Regions from separate parts of the Sus scrofa genome. Here all the other regions are linked to region 2. The links are chromatin contacts, called in public Hi-C maps. All regions are on one chromosome and are shown on one strand. The core of a region is the stretch at or near the end of the contact, and the rest is flanking DNA. Distances in the headings are between cores, read along the strand shown. Region 1 overlaps SLC4A4 (solute carrier family 4, sodium bicarbonate cotransporter, member 4). Region 2 has its middle 87 kb from the start of SLC4A4. Region 3 has its middle 60 kb from the start of GC.

Evidence for each region. A called contact is a pair of places that touch in the nucleus more often than the background predicts.
Region 1: a Hi-C map of liver shows a contact between it and region 2, with 6 times the contacts expected there. The contact joins two enhancer-like sites. A contact is called at or near these places in 1 of 47 Hi-C or Micro-C datasets (liver) and 1 of 2 datasets of contacts at active chromatin or transcription factors (skeletal muscle).
Region 3: a contact with region 2 is called in a Hi-C map of liver, with 3 times the contacts expected there. The contact joins two enhancer-like sites. A contact is called at or near these places in 4 of 47 Hi-C or Micro-C datasets (embryonic fibroblasts and liver) and 1 of 2 datasets of contacts at active chromatin or transcription factors (skeletal muscle).

Annotation. Positions count from the first base shown.
Region 1 is chr8:68,164,962-68,167,940 of Sscrofa11.1, forward strand. SLC4A4 (solute carrier family 4, sodium bicarbonate cotransporter, member 4) reads left to right here. Exons shown (of 23, transcript NM_001030533.1): 20 at 967-1,128. Among named protein-coding and RNA genes, the nearest start is that of GC, 190 kb to the right of the region's middle. Within about 2 kb of position 1,585, at least 3 of the 83 cell types and tissues checked have an H3K27ac peak or open chromatin away from gene starts, as enhancers often do. A contact at or near this core is called in liver, where this site is marked.
Region 2 is chr8:67,879,576-67,882,275 of Sscrofa11.1, forward strand. It overlaps a transcript of SLC4A4 not described here. Among named protein-coding and RNA genes, the nearest start is that of SLC4A4, 87 kb to the right of the region's middle. Within about 2 kb of position 1,381, at least 4 of the 83 cell types and tissues checked have an H3K27ac peak or open chromatin away from gene starts, as enhancers often do. A contact at or near this core is called in liver, where this site is marked.
Region 3 is chr8:68,298,957-68,301,946 of Sscrofa11.1, forward strand. No RefSeq gene overlaps it. Among named protein-coding and RNA genes, the nearest start is that of GC, 60 kb to the right of the region's middle. Within about 2 kb of position 1,450, at least 3 of the 83 cell types and tissues checked have an H3K27ac peak or open chromatin away from gene starts, as enhancers often do. A contact at or near this core is called in liver, where this site is marked.

The sequences.
Region 1 (2,979 bases), core at 335-2,834, 290 kb after region 2:
AGAATTAGAAAGTGGGGACCCTTTTTGTTTTTCCTCCATCTAGCTTTGTGATCTTGAGTAACACACTCCTGTCTCTTAGCTTCAGCTTCCTCAGCTGTGAGTAGACATACTAACATCTACCTTTCAGATTTGTTGTTGGGAACAAATAGAAAAATATTGTCTAAGAGTTTAGCATCTGACTCAGGGTAAGTATTCAGTTAATAGTGGTGATTGAGGTCACTCTGGCAGCTTTAAGGGTCTGTGAATACTCAAATACTGTCTCATTTTTAATACTTTGAAGATGTCTTAATGTGACAGGCATTATACATATTTTCTTGACTGTCAAAAATCTGTATAATGTTTTGTGAATAACTAGACATCATATGCAGACTGGTTTCTTTTTTCCCCTTGAAACTTTTAGTTATTTTGTTAAAAATCTGATATGAAAGAGGGAGTTCCCGTTGTGGCTCAGTGGTTTAAGAACCCGACTAGTATCCATGAAGATGCAGGTTTGATCCCTGGCCTCTCTCAGTAGGTTAAGGATCTGGCGTTGCTGCAAGCTGCAATGTAGGTCGCAGGGGTGACCCAGATACTTTGTGGCTGTAGCTATGGTATTGATGACAGCTACAGCTCCAACTTGACCCCTAGCCTGAGAACTTCCATATGCCATCCATGTAACCCTAAAAAAAAAATAATAATAAAAAAAATAAATAAATAAAAAAAAACCTGACACGGAAGAAAACGATTTAAAAAATAATTAAAAAATAATCGTTTCACATGAGTTTCAACTAAAACTTCTATGAACCAACTTTCCCCATGAAGAAAATGTTTACAGTCCACTTAATCTAAGTGCATACAAGCCAAATGAGTCTGACTTACTCTACCCTTGTTCATGACAGGTTTCTATTGACTCTGAAAGGTCAGTATTAATACTCATGATGACTTCTCCGATATGGGTTATTGCTGCTTTTTATCTTTACCCTCCAGATCTTGGCACTTGTAGCTGTCAGAAAAGGCATGGACTACCTCTTCTCCCAGCATGACCTCAGCTTCCTCGATGATGTCATTCCAGAAAAGGATAAGAAAAAGAAGGAGGATGAAAAGAAAAAGAAAAAGAAGAAGGGGAGTCTGGACAGTGACAATGACGATGTAAGGAGCTTTCTAAAATTCCCAAGTAAAATTCCAAAGTTAGTTAGACAAATGTGAAAAATGTGTTTTTTTGGTAATCCTTTATGTGAATTCCAAGAATGTTTACCTGCATGCTGCCTGTCACTTTTCCTCTTCCTCTGCCCTTTATTTTCACTCTTTTCTTTTTTTGTATGTTTTCTGAAGTTTCTCTCTTACTGCAAATACACTAATAATGACATCATGATTTCTAAAAACAAAAAAAGCCTACCATATCTAAAAAACTTGAATCTCTGCTCTCATAGCTAAAAAGGAAGTTTGTTTTGTAATGCTATAAAATGTATTTGGTTTACTATTGAAAATCCAGGATTGAAATTTGAGATAGTAACTCAGTTTTATGTAATTTAAAGCCTCATGTGGACAAATGCCTTTGACCTCCTATGATCTCTATGTCTGTCTGAGTGGGCTCACGGCCAAAGTTCTCTGCCATTGTACTTAGCATTGCACTGGACTTTGACATGATCTGAGATCACTTCTCTGTTACCCTGCAATAAAAAGGAAAGGAAATTGGAATTTGGGGCCTTTTTATGTGATTGTGGTAGTCAGTGTCATCATTTAGAAGATCTTCTTAAAATTGTATGGCTAAGTTGAGAAATAAATTGATATGGGTGTCCATCTTTCTCTTTAGGAAAACATTTCACAGAAATCTTAGTGTTTCAATAGGGATCTGTAATCAGTGCTAGGAGAAAATCTGAGGTTTGCTTTCTTTAACACACACACACACACACACACACACACCACACGCCAACAGCTTATCTCAGTAGCCTTTTGAAAGGACTGCCAGAATGACACTTTCTATGGGAAGATTTGTTCTGGATTTTACACAGTACAGCACCTCCATTCAAACGGAATCCCCAGCATCGCATTCAGACATGGGAGTCTAGTTAATTCTTGATGTCTGCTCTGTTCTTGATCATTGTGATTGATCAGGCAACCCTTGTCCTTAACTGCCAGAGCAGCTCTTTATAGTCTGTTTTCATTCCTGTTTTACAGATGAGGAAATTTAGATTGAGAAATATCAAGTCATTTTTCTAAGTGTATGCAGTCCCTATTGGCAAAGGCAAAACTCTCGTCCTGTTTGGTCATTTTCTATTGGTCAGGCTGTCTGACTGTATTATTTTTGGAGAACTTGGAAACAGTACAGTGAAAGAAGGCAACAGACGAAATTGGATTTCAGATAAATTGATCCAATAAGAAAAGGCTAAATATACAAGGCACATTTAGCTAGAAAGGAAAAGAGTCTGAGGGAGCTTTTGTGACAGTCATCATCCATCTTCAGTGGAACAGGTATATAGATTTTCTGTTTCCAGTGATGACAGAGAGAGAATGTGCTTAAACTGCAGTAGGGATTAAGATGCAGTATTAAGAAGAATGATGCATTTACACATTAAAGAGACATCAAAATTTGAAATAAATTTCTAGGCTACTCAAGACAGAAAAAAAGATTGCCTGAAATATTGAGATAATTAAAGCAGTATTTCATCTTGAACTTTCAAAACAAGTACCTCAGTTTATGCACATGGATGTCAAACTTAAAATTCGTTACATGTTACAAGTGTATATGGAATTCTCTAATGGCTTTTAAGAAAAAATAATCATAAAATATCCACTTTAAGAATGTTTTAAATATAGTGCTCCCTAGTGTCAAAAGTTGGATCACATAAACTGAGAAGGTCTTAATTCTTAGGTACAATTTTCAACAGATGTTTTATTTAAACAATGCTATTCTTTATTAAATAGTATTTATCATTTTCAATGCATATTTCCAGCAGATTTCTTGAAGATAAGGTGTGATACTTTTTTCTTTTCCTCTTT
Region 2 (2,700 bases), core at 131-2,630:
ACACAGATGACTTGACAGTCAGGACCTCTAATCAGGATTTTGAGTGGAATGTTTTCCTCAAGGACACGAGTCTGTCTCATATTTTTAGTTGCACAGAGCAGAGTGTATTTGAAGGAAAGCAGGCTGTTATTTTTGTTCTGAAACAGCGGAGTTTCTGGTACATTTATGGCAGATGTAAGCGCACCAGTTTTAAGGATCAGAAATTCAAAGAGCAAGGAGCTAGACTACCTAACATTTCTATTACCAAACATGTTTCCTTTTATCCAAGTCATTATTTCTCTTGCCTCTAGTACATAGCTGAAGTATATTGCAGCACCCTTGGCAAAAGTAAACTTCAGATAAAACTTTGTTTTTAAAAGTAATTTGCGCAAATGAGATACACTCCCATTCAATGATTATTAGGGTGACCTCTGGTAACTCTGGTTACTCTGAAATGTTTATGCTTTTAAAATTCTTCTTAAGGTCACTCCATTTGGGGTGATTGGATTCAGCTCCACCTGAAGGCAGGAAGAGCCTGATGCTCGCTCCCAGTTCTTTCCGAAGCTATAGTTCTGAGGAGGGGAAAGACATCAAGATTTCCAGCCACACCCTCAGTTCACCTGGTTCAACTTTACTTTCAGTGGGTGGCATGACACTTCATCCACATTTTCAAAACTCAGTAGAAAGCCATGAGCTGCAAAACTCACTAAGAATAGAGTGAGTCAGAAGAGGAGTCCTCTTCTGTTGAAATAATGAACTTATCTATGTGGGATATATTTAAAGACCTAAAGCTCATTTTCACATAATTTGCCTCATGTGCATTTGTGTTAATGGTTTAAAGAGATACTCTTGAGAAAGGAAACCTGGTGTCAGTTTTAATCTTTCAAATAAAAAGAGGCTGTTGTGTCTGTTCTGTCTTTGGTTACCTTATAGGATGTTTTGTAAAGCTAACATTTTTGGCATAGAGTGGTTACTGTGGATGGACTTAAAAACTTTTAGCTTTTCTGATGTCATACTTGTTTCTGTACCAAAAAAGGCTCCAGCTCCAGCCCAGGCATTTCCACAGAATTGGTCCATAGATGACAAATCAGTGTTACCAGAGTGACCCAGAAATGCTGACCACGAGGGACAAGATAACGGATTCATTGCAGACACACTTAGAGGAAATTAGCCAATTTTGTTGGGTGACCCAAGGTTGAGACAGGAAGAGAGAGTCCTAGGTAGCTTTTTCCTATAGCTATTTCATCTTTTAAAAAGTCAGCCAGGATTTGGGGATCTGTATGATATAAACAGATTACTTAATGGTCTCGTATTTTGTAATAGGGAAAAAGAGCAAACTCCACCTTATCCTTTGAGATAAGGCCTGGCTCCACAGGGCTAGGTAACTTCCCAGGAGGCCTTGGCAACTCTGACTTCATCAGGAGGGGCCTTTTCTTAACATCAGGCCTCACCAGCAACTCAGGAAGCTACAGTACAGCAAGACAATATTGGCTGAACCCGGTTTCTGTTTCTGGAGTTTGGTGGGTGCTCCGAAAGGTATTAGGATATATTGTGGTGGTTTTCCTCTTCCATTCAAAACCAAGTCCAAAAGGAAGTGTGCTCCCGTCTGTCCAGAGGGAAGAATAACTCATGTCTACCGGGGGACATTATGGGAGAACTGTTGAAAAGGCTCAGAACTTGCAGGAAGATTATTTTTAGGGAAATAAAAGTGTAAAAGTAGGACAGGGTTTGGGACCAAGTAGATATTCCCTAAATATTTGGTAAAAGAGTGAATAAATGAATGTATAGGTAGACTAAAGGAAACATGTATAGAGTTACTTTATGAAATCCTCGAAAAAAATCCTTGTTTAAATTTTGAGTTAGAAACTTGGCTCTCTTAGTCAGATGATGATGTAGTTGCTAATGAGGCCATCCCTGCTACTACTCCTCTTTGGTTTTGCAGAGATCATGAATGTTTTTCTGTCACTTATGTTGATAAGAAAAAGAAGCCCCTAAAACACCTCTGCCTTATACTTTTTCCTTCTTCTGCTCTGTATTTTGAAAGAGAGACCGAAGGATGAAATGGTGGCTTCTGTCTTTGGAGGTCAGGATCTCAACATTTTACAGATTTGAAATCGTAATGACTTAACCCTACTTTCCACTAGAGGATATTAAGATGATATGTTTATGTGTATTAGAGGAGATCATATTCTAAAAAAAGGAAGCAGGGCCTCGGTAGGTATTCGTAAATAATTAAAATGGTCCAAAACATAATTGCCCAGAAGGAGTGAATGAAAACTTATCGATGGGAAGGGAGGGGCCTAGTCCCAGCCAGCCCCGGTTCTGAGCCTTGAGTATCAGTGTTCAGTTGCATTTTGCTCACTGCTCTCCTGTTGACTCTGATTGCTCAGAAACAGTGTGTACAGAGGAAATACTTGGGCAAATATTGCTGAAGGAAAAGACTTCTTAAAAGAAACAGTGTATCCACGCATTGGCCAGTTTGATGGAATTTTGGTGAGGTGTTTAAGGGATGCTGCTTGAAAAGCAACTTGGGTTTCCCAGAGCAGGTCGAGGCCATCCAGACGCAGACATTTCCCAGCTCCTGCCTCTTTGTCCTCGAGGCCTCAGCTGAAAGCCCTCCAGAGGCAGCGCTGTCTGCCACTCCCTGCTCTGTCAGTGAGGTTAAATAGTTGTGGATAGATTTCTTGAGCTTTAAGGAAATTGGATGGTAATTCCATGGGT
Region 3 (2,990 bases), core at 200-2,699, 420 kb after region 2:
TTCAGTGGTACTCCAATCTTGGCCTCTTTCTTACTGCACCTGTTCTGAGTCTTCAGATTATTGTTCAGCACAATCTGTCTAGGTTCTTAGCTACATCCAATGGGAGAGACAGGAGAGAATGTATTTATTCTATCACATTCCAAAACAGAACTGAATAGAACAATTTTATTAGGTTGGATGGTAATGCACTTTGAACTGACAGACCTTTGCAATTTGATAGTATTTCCATGTTGGGAGAGTGATGATGATGAACAGGTCATATGAAGATCAAGGTTGGGAGTTCTCGCCGTGGCTCAGCAGTAAAGAACCCAACTATTATCCATGAGGATGCAGTTTTGATCCCTGGCCTCGCTCAGTGGGTTAAGGATACAGCATCGCTGTGAACTGTGGTGTAGCTCGCAGATGTGGCTTGGATCCCACGTTGCTGTGGCTGTAGCACAGGCCGGCAGCTACAGCTTGATTCACCCCTAGCCTGGGAACTTCCATATGCCATGGGTGTGGCCCTAAAAAGCAAAAAAAAAAAAAAAAAGATTGGAGTCCTTTTCAACTCAGGGATGCAATTTACTATAAGCCTCAGTGTCACAGAAGAGCATCATAGAACTCCACCTCCAGTGTCCTATTTTTCATGTCACCAGTGGTTTCATTGGTCACATTTGCTAATTTTGTCATTTTCTTGTGTCATCTGTAGTAAACTTAAATGCTATTGCATATAAGATTGGATAAAGAATAAGGATCCTTATTTTTTTATAGCTTCACTTTAAGCTATTTAAAAAAAATAAGTTGTTAGCCTATTCTGGAGCCTACTGAAATGGTGAGAGTTCACGCTGCTCTAAAACACACAGAAAGATGATTACATATAATTTGCTGGAATCCTCCTTGTGTTTATGTCACCAGTAAATCTCTTGTAAGCAGTTTAGTTGTTCACACACTGAAAAGTATGTGGATTAGGGAGAGTAAAAGACTGTGTGGGAATTTATAAAAATCGGGAACGTTGGCTGGCCCTGTTGAATCCAATTTTCTCTTCTTCATGATCAGCTTAGAACCAGAATATTACTGTTGAAATGGACTATTCTTGCTGAAACTGAACAGTTTAAAAATATGAAAAAAATCAGTGAAATGGCTTGCTTCAGATGACACGGCATAGGGTATGGGTCTTCTGACTTTCAGCCAATTGGACAATGTTTATGAAGCAGTTCTAAGGAACTCACCATTAGTGGGATATGGTATTCAGGATGCCACTGGCCACCACCTATAATAAGTATACAGCAATATGTCCTTTTGAAAAAGCCTCTAACTTGGCTTTAGTTCTTGTTTGGATGAGTGAGTTCTTTTGTATGCTGAACTGCTTTGAATGTTTATGTACAAATTCAGCTTAAAGGTAAGGACAGGGATAAAGGTCAGGGTGCTTGTGACTCTGTACTTTGGTCCCACAACAAGACACGCTCATGAGCTTTTGCTTTCGGCAGATGCTCGGTGTATCATCCACAGCAACAGTAATGAAAGCAAACACTCACAGAGAGCACAGGTGGGCCAAGAACCCGATTGGTCACTGGTGACAAAGCAGGTAAGGCAGGTCCATCTCTGCCTCAGTGAGCTCAGGGCACTGTGGTCTGCTTCTGCAACATGTTTCTTGAGCTAAAAAACGTAACTGGAGGCCAGTCTTTTTTCCCTCTTTCCCTCTTCTCATCTGTTTTAGATTCATTACGCTTTCTAAATGTAAAATATGCGTTTAAAAACTATTTAATCTTGTATGCTTTTTTGAAGGCCTGGAGGAGTCTACCTTGAATAAAGAACTCGTGCTCAACTATTCACAATAGTCAAGATACAGAAACAACCTAAATTTCCATTGACGGATGAATAGATTAAGAAGTTGTGTTATATACATATATATATATATATACAATGGGCTATTACTCAGCCATAAGAAAAGAATGAAATAATGCCATTTGCAGCAACATGAATGAAACTAGAGATCCTCATACTAAGCGAAGTTAAGTCAGAAAGAGAAAGATAAATACCATATGATATCACATATGTGGAATCTAAAATATGGTACAAATGAACCTGCCTACAGAGTAGAAACAGACTCACAGACAAAGAGAACAGACTTGTATTTGCCAAGGCAGAGGGAGTGGGATGGACTGGGAGTTCGGGGTGAGTAGCTGCAAACTAATACATTTAGAATGGACAAGCAATGAGGTCCTACTGTACAGCACAGGGAACTATATCAGTCTCTTGGGATAGACCATGACGGAAGATAATATGAGAAAGGGAATGTGTATATATAGTGCATATATATTATACCCCCCCATATATATATGACTGGGTCACTTTGCTATATAGCATAAATTGGCGCAACACTATAAATCAACTCTACTTTAATAATATAAATAAAAAGAACCAGTGCTGAAAGCGTGTAGATGCTTAATACTGCTTCATTTAAGTGGTAACCCCAGTTTTAATTTCTGTTTTCCTCCACACCCCTGGTAGCCTCAGATCTAGGAGTGCTCCTGACTCTCATGTCTTCGTCCTCATCTAAAGGGCGCTAGATAGGATCTAGACTAAAGGGTGCTAGATATTTTTAGAGCCAGCTCATTTCTGGTTCTGCTTTCTCATTATCTGCTCTGATCTTGAGTGGCCAGACTACATCTTCCATGGCGTTTGCCCTGGGCTGCACTGCGTTCTCCAGCTTCACTGCTCCTTGTCCACACAGATATCCTGACTGGACTCATCCTATCACACAGAACAAGTTGTCAGCATATCCCTGCTAAATAAATATATGCTAAACACTGAAGTATTAAAAAAATAGAAAAAAATCCCAGAAATTTATTGCAATGTGGTCTTTTTTGGAAAGAGAGGTGGAGTGGGTAAAGGGATAGTTTGTAGTAGTAACTACAGCGAGTTTTTTTGCTCTGGTTTGTACTTTAATTCTTCTAGGTTATAACATCCAAAATTTTCAAAGTGGTGATAGCTACTAAGGTCAAAGAAGC